2 separate regions of the Mus musculus genome follow, and region 1 is linked to region 2. The links are chromatin contacts, called in public HiChIP or PLAC-seq maps. All regions are on one chromosome and are shown on one strand. The core of a region is the stretch at or near the end of the contact, and the rest is flanking DNA. Distances in the headings are between cores, read along the strand shown. Region 1 overlaps Setx (senataxin). Region 2 holds the start of Ttf1 (transcription termination factor, RNA polymerase I).

Region 1 (3,415 bases), core at 251-2,750, 92 kb after region 2:
TATAATATATCCACGGAGATACTAGTACATTTATGGTAGAGCTGGTTTTGTAGTTGTCGAACTCTTGTGGATTGTGAGTGAAGCAAACCCTGATATTGTTAGGAAGCAGCTCTCGTGGAAGAGGGTTTATAGTGGGTTAGGTGATGAACCCGGGAACTTGGGTTGGAAGAACCAACTTTTCACATTCAAATTTTAGAGTTTACAGAAATGTAGAACTCAGACTCCACAGAGTTTTCAACAAGCCTTCTCACATGTTAAAATCTCACATACATGGAACAGTGATGGAATCAGGGGTTAGCATTGCTCTAGTACAGAGTATGAGAGAGGCCTCATTCATAACACAGCTGCGGTCCCAGTGATGCCTGTTTTCTGTCCTGGGATCCAGTCTAAAGTCCAAACATCTGGAGTTGTGCTGTCTCCTCTCAGTCCCCAGTGGTCTAGCGTAGTTCACTCCTCAGCCTGTCTTCACTGCATGTTCTTTCTACCAGTTAGTTTGTAGAACACACTCTTTGTTTCCCAGATGTTACCTTAGACTTGAGGTTTTATGCATTTGGTAAAAATAGAACAGAAGAATAGCTTTTCTTGGTGGCAACTCAGTCTGATCACTTGATTGCTGAGTATCTTCTGTGAAGTTACTGTTTTCCACAATCTGTGTTGTGCCCCTTTTTTTCTTCCCTGTTTGTTTTGTTTGTTTTTTCTTAATTTGTTTTGGGATTTTGGAATTAGAACCTAGGACCTTTGTATTCCATCACTGAGCTATATTGTAACACAGTTGAAAATTTCTTGTTAAAGATAGTTTTTACAACCCCAACTATGGTTAGGTTTATTCAGTGTTTTCCTTGTGCATGTGCGTGTGCTTGTGTGTATAGCACCTATGGGAGCCAGAGAACAACCTTAGGTTTTGAAGTAGGATCTCATTGTCCTGGAACTCACCAGTTAGGCTAGACTTGACAGGCCAGTGAGCCAGAGGGATCTCAGTCTCCTGCTTAACCATACTATATTATTTTAAGCGTGTCTCACCATGACCAATCTTTTAAAAAACAAAATGGTGTGTGTAAGGGTGTGGAAGGCAGAAGATGTTGAATTGCTAGGACTAGAGTTACAGATGGTTATTAGCTATCATGTGAGTACTGGAGGTTGAACCCATGTCCTATAAAAGAGCAGCCCTCCACTGCCCCACCTGTAACATGCCCAGCCTCTCTCTGAGAGTTCTAGGTTTGAAACTCAGGTCCTCAGTGGTTGTGAGATAAGCACTTTGCTGACCGAGCTACGTCCCTCCCCAGTCCTTTGTATGATATGTTAAAGTTACTTCTTTTAGAAGTTGAGCTCCCTCATTGAAGAGAGGGGCTTCCTACCCCACCCCACCCCCCACCCCCTGAAACATTTACTTAGGCTTCTTTAGTTACCCCTCCCTCTCCTCCTGGTTTTGTTCTTGTGAGTCTCTGGTGTGCTGTCTCTTCTTGCCGTTGTTACAGATTGTAAGAATGGAATTCTACAGTCTCTGCACTTGTGTCTTTTGCTGCTTGCATTAACATAACAATATTGATTGTTCATAGTTCTGATTGACTTGTACCATCTGCCTCATCTCCATTCTTAGTGCTCAGCTGACTCGGTTGATGTGAACCTTTTTATTGTAGTGCTTGCTTTATTTTCCTAGTCTTGTTTACTTTATATCCCTTGTGTGGAATGCCATTAGTAGCTTTAAAGTATCTTTGTGTACTTAGATCTATTTCTGAGTTTCTTGAGCCTGTGATTTTGAAATTGGAGAACACAAGAGAGAACTCTGTGGTTAAGAACCAGTAGAAAGACCTGGGCGGAGTGGTGGAGCATACCTTTAATCCCACTACTCAGGAGACACAGGCAGGAAGACAGCCTGGTCTACAGAGTGAGTTCCAGGACAGTCAGAACTACACAGAAAAATCTTATATTAAAAACAAACCCAGTAAAAAGTCAGGCCTGATGGCACATGCTATAATCCTAGCACTTGAGAGGCTAAGGTAAAGGGTAAAGGGTTCAGGGTCACAGGGAAGGAGAGAGAACTCAGTTAAAAAGTACTTGTTGCTTTTGAAGAAGATCCAGATTCTATCCCTAGTACCCATGTGGTAGCTCACAGCCATACATAACTCCAGTTCTAGAGTCCAATAGGGATGCAGGTGGTACACATATATACATCATGCAGGCCAAAGATTTATATACATAAAATGTTGGGGTTCAGGAATTGCCACACAAACCATTAAACAGCCATCTCAGTTAAGCGAGAATAGTTTATTTAATGCACACCCCAAGACTGATTTATTAGGACCCAGGATCCCAGTTGTAGTACTAGTCTGTTCTTAGGGCAGGCTTTTTAAAGGAAAAGCCAAGTTCAAAAGTAAGATGGCAAGGGTGAAGGCTTAGTACTATCAGCTGACTTTTAAGTTGATTGGTCCTAAGTGAGGTAAGAGGAGTGGTGAATGGGTGGTGAACTCAGGTCCTCTAAGAAGAGCAGCCAGTGCATGTTACTTTGTACTTTTGGAGGGTGGGGGGTGAGGGTAGAGTGGGGTTTGAGACAGGATTTCTCTGCATAGCTCTTGGTTGTCCTGGAATTCTGTAAACCAGGCTGGCTAGGATTCACGAGCTTTATCTGCCTTGAGATTAAAGGCACGTACCACCACCACCACCCAGCTGATTCCTTTACATCTCTCTAAGGCCACTTGGTGCTACTTTTCTGTGCCTGGATGTGGGGTCATCCACTGGAACCTGTGGGATCTTTTTTTTTTTTTTTTTTTTTGAGACAGGGTTTCTCTGTGTAGCCCTGGCTGTCCTGGAACTCACTCTGTAGACCAGGCTGGCCTCAAACTCAGAAATCCGCCTGCCTCTGCCTCCCAAGTGCTGGGATTAAAGGCGTGTATATACGTGCCACCATTGCCCGGCGAACCTGTGTAATCTTATCAAGTGTCCATCCTCCTAAAGAAAAGTGACCCTTCCTCCCTTATAACCATCAATTGCCTGCAACTCCTCAGCTAGTGGTGGGACCTGTGGAGCCCTCCTCCTTTCCATGCTGGACTTTTGAAGCAGCTTGATCTTGGACAGGTCATATATAGGCAACCACAGCTGCCACTGTTTGGTCTGCATCAGATTTTTACATTTTTATTGGCTTAGGTCACCCTTCCAGTATATAGAGAGAATTCATCAGGACTTTATACTTTGGAACTTAGTGCAAAGGTTTAATTTCTCGTAATTGATCTTGAAATCTGTTAAAAATTGCATAAATGCCAATTTTTGTTTCATAGTTTACTTGAACGAATCTGAACTTGCTAAACAGCTTCACCCAAAGGAAAATGATCTGGTGTTTCTGGCTCCTGAGAAGAGTTATATGGACAGGCATGGCATGCAAGATTGCAGTCACTATTACTGTGGCTATGTTCATAAGTTT
Region 2 (3,481 bases), core at 419-2,918:
TGAATGTCAAGGCTTTACCGACCAGCAGTGGACACTGTCAGTACCAAAGCAGACAGCGCAAACTTCCAGCTGCTCAGACAAGCCTGACTCGGTGTGTTTGCTTACAGTTTTTCCAGATTGCTTCACTATGTAACCCAAACCTGTGATCCTCCTGCCTCAGCATTACAAATGCTGGAATTACAGGCATTTGTTACTACAGCTGGCAAATTGTGCATTTTTTTAAAGATTTACTTTTTTTTTATTTAATTTTATTTTTTTTTAGGTATTTTCCTCAAGATTTACTTTTTTAATGTATATAAGTGTTTTGCCTGCACATGATATGCATGTCTACCATATGTATACACCCAGTGCCCGAGAGGTCAGAGGAGGGCATTGGAGCCCATCCCCTGGAACTGGACTTATGGACAGCTGTAAGCCACCTCATAGGTGCTGGGAACTGAACCTGGGTCCTCTGGAAAAGCAGTAAGTGCTCTTAACCACTAAACCATCTCTCCAGCCCATTTTAATCAAAGGTGCTTAGTAGCTCACACAGAGGAACCCACAGTAGTTTGAAGAAAAGAAGAATAGTAGAGGGGAAAGCATGGATTGGAACCCTGGACCAGATAGATCATCTTACCAAAAGCCTCAAATTTTCCCACTACAAGAAGGGACTGAGGGCTGGTGAAATGGCTCAGTGGGTAAGAGCACCCGACTGCTCTTCCGAAGGTCCGAAGTTCAAATCCCAGCAACCACATGGTGGCTCACAACCATCTGTAACATGACCTGACGCCCTCTTCTGGAGTGTCTGGAGACAGCTACAGTGTACTTACTTACATATAATAAATAAATAAATCTTTAAAAAAAAAGAAGGGACTGAGACAGTATTACCTAATACAGATACCCACAACATAGGATTGTTGTAAGAGTCAAGAAGACAGCTTTTAGGCTGCTATACGGCTCAGTTGGTAGAGTGCTTGTTCAGCATGCATCAGTCCCTGGCACAGCATAAAACCTGGTATGATGGTACCTGCCTGTTATCTCAGTACTGAAAGTAGAGGCAAAGGAATGAGAAGTCCATGGTGAGTTTGAAGGCACCCTAGGCTACATGAGACCCTGTCTCAAATAAACAAGAGAAAAGCTTTCAACTTTTATGATCACCACACAAAAATGTAACTGTTTTAACGTTCCAGTGGTATAGATATTAGCTCTAATTTGATGGCTCAATTACATTTTTCACTTTTTTTTTTCTTTTCGAGATGGGGTTTTTCTGTGTAGCCTTGACTGTCCTGGACCAGGCCTCAAACTCATAGATCTGCCTTGCCTCTACTAGGATTAAAGGCATGTGCCACCACTGCCTGGCTGCTTATAAGCTAAGTTTTGGCTTATTATTATTATTATTATTATTATTACTACTACTACTACTATGAGAGTCTCACTGTATAGACTGGCTTCAAATTCTCTTTGTAGATCAGGCTTGCTTCAAGCTCACATATACCTGCCTGTGCTTCTGGAGGGCTGGGATTTGCCTGGGTTGCTTAATTAGAAGGGCACTCTTTTTCTCTATCCTATACGTAGCGTCACGACCATAGATAGACAACTACGCATGCGTCCAATCCTTGCGCGCCTCCATGTTACTATGGCAGCCGGATGCGCAGCTGGCCGGAAGTCAGTACAGTATTTCCGCCTAACAACACTTCCGGGTTGGAAGACGAGCGCTACATTGTCGCTGGGTAGGTTGGATGAGCTTTCCTTGAGTTTCTGCGCCCCAAGTGTGGCGGGCGGCTGCGCTGGTGCCACGTTCCGAGTGAGGCTGCGGCCTGAGGCGGTTGTGCCTGTTCCTCGCCGCCGGGGGCAGTGGGGGCCTGGGAGCCAGGCCGCGGCCCGCGGGTTCCTTCTAGTCTGTTCCTCCGGTCGCCGGCCCGGGACAGAGCAGGGTCAGTCAGAAGCTAGGGTGGTGAGCGGAGGTTGCGCGGGGCCGGAAGTGGGGTTAGTGGGTTAGGCGCTTTTCCGCTCCGTAGTTGAAGCTGAGCGCTTCTCGAGAAACTGCCGGGCTGTTTGGGAAGTTTGTGCGGAAGGGACGGTGGGACCCAGTTTGGAGTCCGTGACTGTACCCTGATAAAGTGGCTTTCGCACCGAGGCTAGTCATCGGGCTTAACGGCATCGCGAGGCCGTTAGGAAATCGGAACACTTCCCAAGACAGAGGATGTCAAGAAATGAACTGCAAGGGCCAGACCTTGTTATGAGGACCTGAAGGCCCTGGAGGTCTGAAAGGATGTTGATTTTACACGAAGAATAACAGACAAAAGAGTTGAGGTTGAGGAGATGGCTTAGCAAGTAAAATACTTGCACAAACATAGGACCGGAGTTTAAACTTTTAGCTTCTCCACTTACACCCTTTTTCCTGCGCATTTAGTGAGGATAAATAATTAAGCTCTAATGCATAAATCCCTCTCGTTCCTCAAGATTGGGTAAGGGTGTGAAGAGATGGTTCAGCGGCTAAGAGCACTTGTTGCTTGTGTAGAAGACTTGGGCCTGGTTCCCAGCAGCCAGTTCTATATAGTAGGTTACACCCATTTATGACTTAAGTTCTAGGGACCTCCACGAGCACCCAGCAGACAGGAGGTGCATTCATACACACAAAATATAATCCTTTTTTTTTTTCTTAATTACAAACAAGGTTCAGGAAAAGTGGTTGTAATTAATTGTTACCGAAGTGACCTCAGCCCTTGGCAAAAATTTCTCTGGGGCCCAAAAAGAGCTCAACAGCTTTAAAAGACAAACAAAAGCCCCCAATAAAAGAGTAACTAAATGTGTTATCACAATAAGGATGTGGAGGAAAATAGGGACCCGACTCCTAATGATGACTCCTAGGAGGGTCAGGAACCAGGGGAGCTCTGGCAGTGGTGCTCAGGGAAGAGACTGATGGATGGCTAGCATATCCATTTCCGTTTTACAGTTTGGTCCTACGCCATTTCAAGTGTTCAATAACTTCATCTGGCTAGTAGCTACCCTAGGGGACACTCGGGTCTAGAGAAACAGAACTTGTTCTGGAGAGTGTTCTGGTTCCAGCCGTGATTTTAATACAGCCCAACTGCCCACTTGTGGGTTTTCCTTCTGTTCTCAGCACAGGGACAGCCAAAAGGAAAGCATTAATTCATGCCAAAAAAAATGAAAACTACTAAGCAGAACCAGATTAGGTTCTGGGGCTACAGTGATTATGTAAGACTGTCTTAGATCCTTAGCCCTAGTTCACTCCTGCTGTGTCATACCTTGCAAAGTCTTTGAAAGGGTCCCCTGCGTCCCTAGGTACCACTTTCCAGATGGGGGATATTTCTGAGGGAGGAAGGTCTAAAACAGAGCTCTGGTACCCCATGGAAGGTGAAGGAACTGCCTTGTAGGTTCAAGTGTTCTTTCATGGCCTCCTCCCTCCAAAACACAGTTTTTACAGCTGCTGTGCACTGCCCAGTATGTTAGGTACCTTCTATAGGAAAGGTGCTTAGCA

The links. HiChIP or PLAC-seq counts read pairs in DNA pulled down with a chosen protein or histone mark.
Region 1: an H3K27ac HiChIP or PLAC-seq map of embryonic stem cells shows a contact between it and region 2, with 12 read pairs. The contact joins the enhancer-like site here to the promoter of Ttf1 in region 2. A contact is called at or near these places in 8 of 39 promoter capture datasets (the HPC-7 cell line, HPC-7-derived erythroid cells, embryonic stem cells and 5 more), 1 of 15 datasets of contacts at CTCF or cohesin (CD8 T cells), 29 of 484 Hi-C or Micro-C datasets (the AML12 cell line, CD8 T cells, Th2 cells and 15 more), 12 of 115 datasets of contacts at active chromatin or transcription factors (the 230-238 cell line, CD8 T cells, bone marrow-derived macrophages and 4 more) and 4 of 9 other capture datasets (adipose tissue, embryonic stem cells, liver and 1 more).

Annotation. Positions count from the first base shown.
Region 1 is chr2:29,150,666-29,154,080 of GRCm38.p6, forward strand. Setx (senataxin) reads left to right here. Exons shown (of 26, transcript NM_198033.2): 12 at 3,273-3,415. Among named protein-coding and RNA genes, the nearest start is that of Setx, 27 kb to the left of the region's middle. Within about 2 kb of position 1,501, at least 5 of the 459 cell types and tissues checked have an H3K27ac peak or open chromatin away from gene starts, as enhancers often do. A contact at or near this core is called in embryonic stem cells, where this site is marked.
Region 2 is chr2:29,058,595-29,062,075 of GRCm38.p6, forward strand. It overlaps Ttf1 (transcription termination factor, RNA polymerase I), which reads left to right and starts at 1,669. Exons shown (of 12, transcript NM_009442.2): 1 at 1,669-1,709.